Linked DNA regions of Gossypium arboreum: all the other regions are linked to region 1. A link is a contact called in public Hi-C data. All regions are on one chromosome and are shown on one strand. Each heading gives the region's core, a stretch centred on a gene start, on an enhancer-like site or on the middle of the called end of the contact. The rest is flanking DNA. Distances are from core to core; before and after follow the strand shown. Region 1 holds the start of LOC108467515 (lysine-specific demethylase JMJ31). Region 2 holds the start of LOC108469782 (ETO1-like protein 1). Region 3 holds the start of LOC108468027 (pentatricopeptide repeat-containing protein At3g63370, chloroplastic).

The links. A called contact is a pair of places that touch in the nucleus more often than the background predicts.
Region 2: a contact with region 1 is called in a Hi-C map of leaf, with 2.4 times the contacts expected there. The contact joins the promoter of LOC108469782 here to the promoter of LOC108467515 in region 1. A contact is called at or near these places in 3 of 5 Hi-C or Micro-C datasets (all in leaf).
Region 3: a Hi-C map of leaf shows a contact between it and region 1, with 4 times the contacts expected there. The contact joins the promoter of LOC108468027 here to the promoter of LOC108467515 in region 1. A contact is called at or near these places in 4 of 5 Hi-C or Micro-C datasets (all in leaf).

What each region holds. Positions count from the first base shown.
Region 1 is chr8:130,220,474-130,224,048 of ASM2569848v2, reverse strand. LOC108467515 (lysine-specific demethylase JMJ31) reads left to right here and starts at 1,956. Exons shown (of 16, transcript XM_053031925.1): 1 at 1,956-2,197; 2 at 2,355-2,432; 3 at 2,802-2,885; 4 at 2,993-3,166; 5 at 3,342-3,410; 6 at 3,514-3,575. The coding sequence starts at 2,108.
Region 2 is chr8:130,022,273-130,025,847 of ASM2569848v2, reverse strand. LOC108469782 (ETO1-like protein 1) reads right to left here and starts at 2,008. Exons shown (of 5, transcript XM_017770818.2): 1 at 948-2,008; 2 at 1-856. The coding sequence starts at 1,081.
Region 3 is chr8:130,355,376-130,358,950 of ASM2569848v2, reverse strand. LOC108468027 (pentatricopeptide repeat-containing protein At3g63370, chloroplastic) reads right to left here and starts at 2,036. Exons shown (of 2, transcript XR_001868955.2): 1 at 1-2,036. It overlaps TRNAK-UUU (transfer RNA lysine (anticodon UUU)), which reads left to right and starts at 2,099; the gene lies at 2,099-2,171.

The DNA.
Region 1 (3,575 bases), core at 707-3,206:
TTCACGAGTAGGTAAGAAATCATACCAATTATTCCACCTGTTGATATGTTGGGAGTGGAATACCAACCAATATCTCATCTGGCCACTGTAAGTTTATAGGATGCAGATCACTAAGGTCTTGAGGTGCCACAGGAATAGATTGTCGGAATCTAAACTGCCACAACACTTTATCAATCTTGTGCATCTTAATGGTAGCGTACACTACCAATGGGACCTTCACGTGCCAGATGTTGGGATTCACAAAGAATTCATCGGGGATGACTTCTCAAATTGTCGGATCCTCGTATGGTGTCCATTCAAACTATATTAACATGATAAAAACATTAACTATATATATACTACTAAATACGAAATAGACTACGTTAATATTATATAATTCAAATTTAAATAAAAAAATATCTCCGCTTCTAATCGCCGGTCTAATAGAAGCCGTATATCTTAAAGGTCAGTAGGTAATCCCACTTAACTTAGCCCATGGTTTCACCTATTTAAATAACTTGTCAGCATAATAATATTTATTTAAATAAATCTTATTATTAAAATGTCTACTAAATTTTATCTTGTTACGAGTGGGAATGTATACAAGTAGTTCGCTCGAGAACATAAAAATGAAAATTAGTACCGCGTCCATGATTGCAATAGTAAAATCCAACTACCAATTTTGATTTTTCCTAGTTGTGTCGCTCGACATATCTCTCGGTACAATGTTACCAACACGACAAACCTCCAACTGAAGTTTCAACAACCATCTTAGATGGACGAGTGTTCGTGACTTGTCCGGCATTAGGATACCCCTGATGATCTAAAGGATGTACGTCCAAGTGTGTCATTCTCTTTTGACTTCAGTCGAATCCTTATCCAGCGCGGCGAAAGTTGTTCTTAACCAAGCTATTTTGATCCGACCTCCGTAAATTGTTTCCGAAACTGAACCCAAAAGTTCACCACATATGCCTTGCCACTCACCAGACTAAACAGACCTGGTGACTACTGACCCATCCATGGTCAAACCCAACTGTAAATGCACGTCCTCTAGAGTGATAGTACACTCACCATATGGAAGATGAAATGTGTGCATCTCTGGTCTCCACCTCTCCACCAATGCGCCTACGAGTTTTGAGTCCAACTTACATCCCCGGCCTACAAGGGCCATGTGCCAAAAAACTGGTTTCCCTTAAATATGGTTCAATCGACGATGATGGAGGACCGAGTGGATTGCGGATATAGCATTGAAAAATTCGATATTTCGCCTATTTACGTAAAAAATCAAAATATTAAGTTAATATATAACAATGAAATAATAAATTAAATAAAAATTGAAATTTATTAAAATTTATTCTTACCATTTGCAATTGAATGACGAAAATGTACTTGTCATCATGATGGATTAGAGAATCGACCATTGCTAATTATATAGAACACTAATTAATTTAAAAATATATTTTCAGAAAATATTAATAAAAAATCTAATAGAAAATATAATTTAGATTTTTGAAAAAAAATTGAAAATTTGAAAGAATTTTGAGAGTGGTTTGAGAAATTGAGAGAATTTTGTGAGAAATGAGTAAGGGTGGGGGGTTTTATAGTTTTTTTTTACCATTGGAGAGGGGACAACAACTATTTAAAATAGTCGTTGGAAAAGTATCCATTGAGGGGAAAACGCTTCCAACTAGAAGTGTTTGGAAGCGTTTTACTAGTGACACACAAAAAGCACTTCCAGCTGAAATCGTTTTCCTAGATTTCACCTAAAAATACTTTCAGTCCTAAATCGGTCTATACCCATAAATATTTCAAAAATCAGCTTATTCTAGTAATTTTAAAAAAAAATCAGCATTTTTTTAGTAATTTAATCAGAAGTCATGATTCGGCCCATTGATGTGTATTCTTTGGAAAGAAAGGGCCATCGAAAGTCTATGATAGACCTAGACCTGCTTTTTACAATCAAATGAAACTTAAGAAAGCCTTGTTGGGACTCTCTCAGGCCTCAACGCTCCAATGGTTCACTTCTCACTCAAATAAAATCCAAAGGCCGAACTACGAAATTCTTCAGGCTGAAAAGCTTTTTTTTTTTTTAACGTGAAAAGCTTGTTACAAGTTAGTGAAAAAATAAATGGAAGACTCTCTACGACTCCAGAGCTTCGATCAACTCCCATCAGCTGCACAGTTTGCCTCTCAGATTGAATCTCGAAATGTTCCCGCCGTAATTTTTCTGTTTTCTCAACTTTTTGTTTCTTTTTTCCCTTTCTCTGTTCGTTTTTCGAGAAAAATTGGTCCGAACTTTTTTTTTCCTTTTGCTAATTTATATAAGCGGTAGTTGCTTCAATCTTAGTTCATTGATTTTTATTTCGTTTTGAAAGGTGTTCGTTGGATGCGTTAAGGACTGGAAAGCCGTTTCCAAGTGGAATCCTTCTAATGGAGGCCTCGGTTATCTGGAGGTTTGCTTATCCTTTTATAATTACTACAATTTTTATGCTCGCTTTTCGAGTCAAAATATTTTAAGTTGCTAGATTTTTAGTAAAATGGATAACGTTTTGGAAGTAAATAATATTTTTGTATATAATGTTGAAAGACATAATTATGCATTGAGTTTCAAATCTAGAAAAGTAGCACTAGTTTTACATTTGTTTTATTTACATCTGTGATAGTCTATTCAGTAAGTTAATTAATAGGCAAGAGCTTGAATTAGTGCGTTATACATGTTGGATATGGTTTCTAGAGTTACATTTTTTTAGTGGAATTGTGCATTTTATATATTCAATTAAAGTATTTATTTTAGTATTTTTCTTGTTTGAGTATAACTTTAGGAACGGGTAGGATCATTCATGGTGGAGGCTATGTTATCTCAAACTGCACCGGTGTTTTACGGTGATCTTAGAAGCCATGAGAGGGTAATTCACTAATTCTCATGTTCTTCATACACCGAGGCTTGTGATACATTTTCTCTCTTGGGTGGATGCGAGAATTATGATCAATTTGGTTTTGCATTTGTTTACAGGTTCCATTACCATTTTCCACTTTTATTGCCTTGTGTAAATGGCATAGGCAAAATGTCGGTAGTTCTTGCAGTATTAATTCTAATTCACAAGGGCATCAACTTGAAGAATCTGACACAGAGCAAGGCTGTTCACCATTTGTAGATGCTGCTCCAAAACAAATCTACCTAGCACAGGTCGCTACTCAAAGTTCTGTGATCACTGACGTCTCTGTTAACATTTTTTTCTGCTTTTGCTTTGTTTATTTAATATGTTGAGACCAGATGGATTTCACTTTTCCTGTGTGTCCTTCATTTCAATTTTCTTTTTAAGCATGAATGTAATTGTTGAATTTTTATACTTCCGATTCAGATTCCAATTATAAATGCTGAGAATGAAGAGAGAGTTCAATTGGAAACTCTACAGGAGGACATTCAGTTGGTCTGCATATTTCTTTCTCAACTGCTTGTTATTACTAGTTAGTTCTCTAAAGAAGAACTAGTAATGCTAGGAAATTCTTATTGCAACTGCTTGATTTGCACAGCCTGCAATTTTGGAGGAAAAAAATCTTTCTTCAATTAATTTGTGGATGAACATTGCTCAAGC
Region 2 (3,575 bases), core at 759-3,258, 200 kb after region 1:
ATGGCTAAATATTTCCACTACTCTTTCATCATTCAAACAATCAGGCAGTTCGTGTAGAAAAACTTGCAAACATGATGCAGCAAGTACAGGAGAATTCTCTTCAATGGCATATTCCATAAGCTCCACAGCATCATCTTTGGTGCAAACTGAAGATGCGAGTTTCCTATCACAAGCGTCTTTGAGTCTCTCACAACAAAACTTGTTTGCAAAAACTAATATTTCTAACAAAAGATCAGGTGGGACATCACTCAGGCAGCCCGTCACACTGAACACACTGATGGTCCTCAACCCCAATGGGGAGATATTATTTTCAGATAAATCTATGTCCTCGCAAAGCGATTCATTGAAGTAACCATTAAGCATAGCATGAAAGGGGGCTGAAAGAGAAGCTATTTTCTGCCTACGGCAAACTATTTTCTCATCTCCTATCCAAAAGTTCACATTTTTCAGGCTCTTTTCCCCGTCCGTCACAACGGTCTCCTGCGAAGCCCCATCCACCTCAACCGGAAACTGAGAAGCAACATCCATCGGTCCAAACTCTTGTGCACATTTATTGCAAGTTGCAAGCAAGTCAACAATAAGTTCTTCCCCTTGCTTCTCATACTTCAACCATGCCACAAACACAAGCCTCTCATGGACCGTCCCAGCCTTCTGCCAAGCAGACCGGAGGCTTCCCCGCATCAATTTGGTTTCCCCAAGCCCTCTAAAGATCTGAAATTGTAATAAATACAGATTCGACCTCTCTTGCAAAGAACACGATTCGAGTTCTTCATGAATTTGAGCTAAGACTTCTACATAATCAACAGGTTTAAAGAATGGCACTATGGGTGGCTCAGGAACCTTGATAAATGATTCTCTACAACAATTATACCAACAAAACAATCTCAATAAAAAAAATGAAAACCATAGAAGAATCCCAGAAATGAACCAAAAAAAAAAAAACTTACATGGATGAAGAGGCGGTGGTACATGAAGATGATAGTTTGGAAAATTTCCCTCTTTCAACTTGGAGCCAAGACTGAGGATTAATGGCATTGAGCTGTGTTTCTTTACATGAATCAGATGGAAGGAAAGCCCTCATTGGGCATAACAGATTAAACAAGTCCCAGATCTCCACAATAGCCAAATTGGGTCTTTTCTCAAAAACTCAAAAAGTAAAAATAAACCAACAAAAAATCCTTCAAAGAAAGGGAGAAACAAAGAAGTAAAAAGAGGAAAAACAGTCACACTAATCCTATTTAGTAAATGAAAAAAGAAATGCACTTCCTACCTCACCAAGCAACAAAGTTTCTATTGTAAACATTTAATACAAGCAAACAAAATTCCAGAAACAAACAATCATTCACTATATTTTCAATATGGGTATCTTATAACAAGCTGGGACAACCAAGAATTTACACAAAAAAAAGGGGGCTTCACAGTAAAAAAAAAAAAAGTTCCTGGTTGATTCTATTCCACAAAAGAAAAAAAATGAAGATCAACTAAGTTTTGGTGTTAAAACAATTAAGTAAATGGTCTTTGTTAAAAAGAAAATAGTTTAAAAAAAAAAACTAAATTAGAAACTACCAATTAGCCACCAACATCTAACAGTTAACCAAAGATCTTTACCCCAAAGGCTACCAAAACCCAAATTATAGCCTTTAACAATAAAGCCAAAAAATTTTTTTTAAAAAACAACAATAAAGCCAAAATACCTTAACAAACACACTCTTATGATAGAGACAGAGAGAGAATTGGATTTTGGGGGTTTGGAAAATTTGAAGAAAAAGCAGAGCTGAGACTTTTTAGAAGGCAATGGGATGGGAGATCAAAGTTTGAACGAAGTGTGGGAATCCAAAAGGGAAAATATTTTCTGAGTTTTCCACCTTCCTATGCTTTTTGTAACGTTTCTTTTGTTTGGTAGAAGGGAAAGTTTTTCCTTTTACTTTTTTCTCACACTTTTCCTTGCGTTGGAGACCAGAAAGATTGCAGGCATCTACTGTTTGTTGGAAGTACCCCCAAAGAATAACTAAAATAAACACCAATCCATATATTAATTACATATACATACGTGTCATAGGTCTAATTTTACTTTCAGTCCCCATACTCTTTGCAATTTTAAATTTTAGTCAATCTATGTTTATAATTTAGTTTTATACCTGTCTATAGGTAAATATGCATTTGGTATCTGAATTTGGCTTCAAGGTTCAAATTGGTATCTAAATTTTCTTTTTCTGTTCAAATTAGTACCTGAACTTGGCTCCATAGTTCAAATTGATTCAAATAAGTCATTTACCATAAGTACTAATTTGGATGATAAAGCCAAGTTTAGGTACCAATTTGAACCAAGAAACTAAGTTCAGGTGCCAAATTGGACTAAAATGAGTTTTAGGTACCAAATTTAACCTTAAAGCCAAGTTCAAGTACCTAATTAGACAAAAAAAAACCCTTAAGTATTAATTTGAACCCTGAAGCAAATTTCAGGTACCAAAATGTGTTTTATTCCCTTGTTTAATTTAACCACTAAATTTCAATAGACAATATTGTGAATGCACTCCCCTTAATTTTAAATATGTATAATTTGGAGGGTTAGTTTTTTTTATTTTTAAATTATCATGTGTTTTTTATTTGCGGAGTAGTTTATTAAATATTTTCTCAAATTTTAATCATTTGAAATTATTTTAATGTGAATAATTGAATAGATTTATATTTGATGCATTGTCTGTGTATAAGTATATATTATTAGTGAATTATATACTACCTATTAAAAATATATATTTATATTAAACCTTTAATTGAGTTAATGTCACGAGTCAATCAAAGCATCAACTTAGTTAAAAATTATTAAAATGACATTTTGCATACAAAATAAGTTATATAATCATGAGTGCACCTAACTAAGGGTTGGATAGTTTGCTTGGCCCAGTAAGCTCAGCCTGATTCAAGTTAAGCTTGGACAATGATTTTTTCACTTCGGCCCGACATGAGCCTACCCAATTTCAATTTAAATAATAAAAAATATTTTTTAAATTAAAATTAAATTACAAAAATATATAAAATAGTAACTAAAATATATTTTTCATATTATATTAATTTTTAAATAGTAAAATGAATTTTTTGGCAACCCGGCCCGAAATCAAGTTTGGGCTTGACAATATTTTAGAATCAGGCATTGACTTAATCCGGCTCATGGTTACCTCTAATCATGAGGATATTTTTGTCTTTTATATTTTTTTATATAAACTCAATAAATTTTTAATCTTAGTGATATTTCAACCTATGATGTATAATGAATTTTATATATTTAATTTTACCATTTTAACTAAATATTCGTTTGATTTTTATATAAACTTTTGACATTATTAATTATATAATTTTTTTCACTGATATTATGAGTGCACTATAATCTAATATATATATATATATATAGAATAATTATATTTATTTTAATATTTTACAATTACCCATTAATTTATTAATTACGTGTCTAAATATGTTTCATGGACAGTAGATGAATTTGTATACTTCATTGCTTCCTCCTAGTTTAAAATAATTTTATTAACTACTATATACATTGAATTTTAATTTTAAATCAT
Region 3 (3,575 bases), core at 787-3,286, 130 kb before region 1:
CATGCATTCCATATGCATTTATCATGCTTGTCCATAGGACTAAATCTTTACTTTGAATAGACTTAAATATTGTGTGTGCATTCTCAACCATTCCACATCGAGAATACATATCCACAAGAGAGCTGGCAATTGATCCTTCGGAGAAGTTATGCCTAATAATAAAGCCATGGATTTCTTTCCCATACTTCAAGGCAGACAAACTGGAAGCAGCAGAGAGTGCACTTTTTAATGCAATAGAATCAGGGTGAATATTAGTTTTGTTTAGGATATGGAACAGTTCAAGAGCTTCATTAGCAAGCCCATTGTGGACATATGCAGAAATCATGCTTGTCCAAGACACAACATCTTTAAACTGGATTGACTCAAATGTTTGCACAGCATAGTCTATGTTTCCACATTCTCCATATACATCAACAATCATGTTTTGCAGCACAACATCAGACAGGCCTCTTCTCATAATATAACCATGAATTTCTTTCACTTGGGACACACACGCCAGTTCACTACAAGCCAGCAGTATACTACCTATCATCATGGGATCAACATCAATATCTATTAATTGTACTTCTCGGAACAATTCAAAAGCCTTTAAAGCATAACTGTTTTGTGCATAGCCAGCAATGACAGTAGTCCAAGAAATTAAATCTTTATCGGGCATCCTATTAAAAGCATAGCCCATGTAGTTCACACAAGAACACTTTGCATACATATCTATAAGAGTATTTCCAACCTGCAAGTCTAAATCAAATCCAATTTTTATTGCATAAGCATGCAATTCCATACCATTCAATAGGTAACCCATTCGCCCACAAGCTACCAAGATGCTTATTACTGTAACCTGGTCAGGTTTTTCACCAGCATTCTGAAAATCATGGAAGAAATGCAAAGCCTCACTGCACATACCATTTTGGATAAACCCAGTAAGCACAGAATTCCAGGCTACTTTATCCTTTTCTTCCAATTTGTTAAAAGTTCTTACAGCCTCACTCATCTTACAACATCTGACATACATAGCAACCAAAGCACCAGCAACATAAGCATCAAGAAGCTGAGCTGATTTCAACACAGCAGCATGTATCTCCTTACCTAATTTCCTAAAGGAATAATCTCCACAAGCCTGAAGACAAGCAACAGCAGTGTAAGTATTAGAGTCAAGACCAGCCTTTTGCATTTCCCTGAAAAGTTCCAATGCTTCCATAGATCTTCCATTTGAAGAATATGCTGAAATTATAGAATTCCATGAAACTACATCGTCTTTTTGATCTATTCTCCCGAATAATCTCCTTGCTCCAAAAAGATCATCACATTTGGCATACATAGCAACTAAAGAATTGACAACACAAACAGTAGAATCATACCCAAACTTGACAGCCAGACCATGAATTTCAGCCCCTAAATAGAGATTTTTTAGCAAACCACTAGCTTTAAGCAGAGAAGGAAAACTATAAGCATCAAGAGGAACTCCCAAAACCCGCATTTCTTTATAGGTTTGAAGAACTTCAAAAGGTTTCCCATTTGAAACATAAGCTCCAATCATAGCATTCCAAGTAAAAATACTTCGTTGACCTATTTGATCAAACACTTTCTCCGCATTCCGAACTGACCCGCATTTTCCATACATAAACACAACCTTAGTAGCTAAAAACACGGATTCGGAGACGGAACAAGACTTTATCATGTGGGCGTGAATTTGTAGCCCCTGAGAAAGAGCTTTCTTTTGAGCACAAAGTTCAAGAACCGGGGCATAAGTCTCGTCCGGGTGATCATTGGATGAAACTGGTAGCGATTGAAATGCTTCCTTGAGGTTTCCTCGAAGGCAAATATCCTTTAAAGTATGGGTTTGGATGGGTTTACGAGAAAAAGATGGGATTTTGAGAGTAGGGTTTATTTGTGTTTGGATTAACATAGGGGGGTGAGCGAAAATTGAAGAGCAATTATTAGTGTGCAGATGAACCAAAGAAGCGGGCATTAGAGGGCAAGTGCAGGACAGGACGACGCTCAGTGTAAGATAAGACTGCAGTCGCATGATCAATGGTATTGTTATGGAAAAACATTTCGAATTGATTAATATAATAAATAATAACTAAAGACATCTCAAGCCGTCTTAGCTCAGCCGATAGAGTGCGTGGCTTTTAACCACGTGGTCGTGGGTTCGATTCCGACAGACGGCGTTTTGTTGATAATTTCATCAGCTCAATTTTACTTTTTCTTGTTGTCTTTCAAGATCTGGTCACGTGGAGAAGAGAAAAAGGAAAAAATAGAACATTCTTTGAGGGTTTTTTTATTTTATTTTTTTTATGTTTAAAGTAAGGGTTAATATTTAGTATATTGGTAGTGTATTTTTTTATTTTATAAATAGTTTTAAAAAGTTATTATGTGTTTCTTTTTTAAATATAATTTTTTAATATTTCACTATATTTTATAGGACACTTCTCAACTCCCTAATCTTACTTGTGAAGTACAAAAACTTCACTACTAGTGTATCAAATATTTTCTTTTAAAGTATTAGGGTGAATTAAAAGAATAGCCATCCAACTATATCTTTAGTTCTATTTTAGCCAACCACTCAATTTTTCGAAATTAAATATTCTAATCACTCTCCAATTAGATGTTGTTATTAAACGAGTGATGAAGAACTGATGTTGGCCATTTTTATTGGCTTAATAACAAATTTAGCCTTAAAATGTTTACACATTCTATCAACTTGATTCTAAATCTAAAAAACTCAACAAATAGTCCTCAATGTTTACAAAAATTTGTCCTTTTAGTTCAAAGTCTAAAAATTCAATAAATTTAGTCTCAAATTTACAAAATTTGTCAATTTAGTTTGTAATAGCCCTCACCCAATCCAAGTAAAAGATGTTACATTTAAACATTAAACTCACCACTTAAACATATTCTTGTTTCATTATAATCAAGGTAACTTATAGAACAAAACATTATTATTTATACATAATTCACTTTTTTTTTACTAATAAACCTAAGTACATGCTAAACTAAATCCAAAATATATATACCAAATTGCTTGAACTTGAAGCTGAGGAGTGATGTGATTCAAACTGAAGTAGCAATCCTCGACTCTTTTCAAAACTTATCTATCACCTATGCATTTAAAACAAATGCGTTAAGCTACGTGAATAGCTAGTAAGTACTCAACTGGATTCAATCTTACCATTTTGATATATATACAATTCAAGTAAAATTTGAATAATATTTATTCACATAGTTTCTTTCACTAATATGCTTAAAATTTCAATTCATTTTCCAAAACATAAAATCATTTAAATTAATTTTCTAACTTATAGTTTTTACTTTAATACATATAGTCACTAATCAACTTTCACATTCACATAAATCTTTGTCTCATGTCACAAACATAACATAAACTCTTAAGTCACATGTTTCACTTAATACGTAATTCACATGTATTACTAAAACACATATATCATTATAACACTTTTACTTAATTCACATGTATTACTGAAACACATATATCATTATAACACTTTTACTTTCACATAACACTTTTGCAGTCCTTAGTGAGTCTTAAAAAATTTCAATAATTTCGATACATT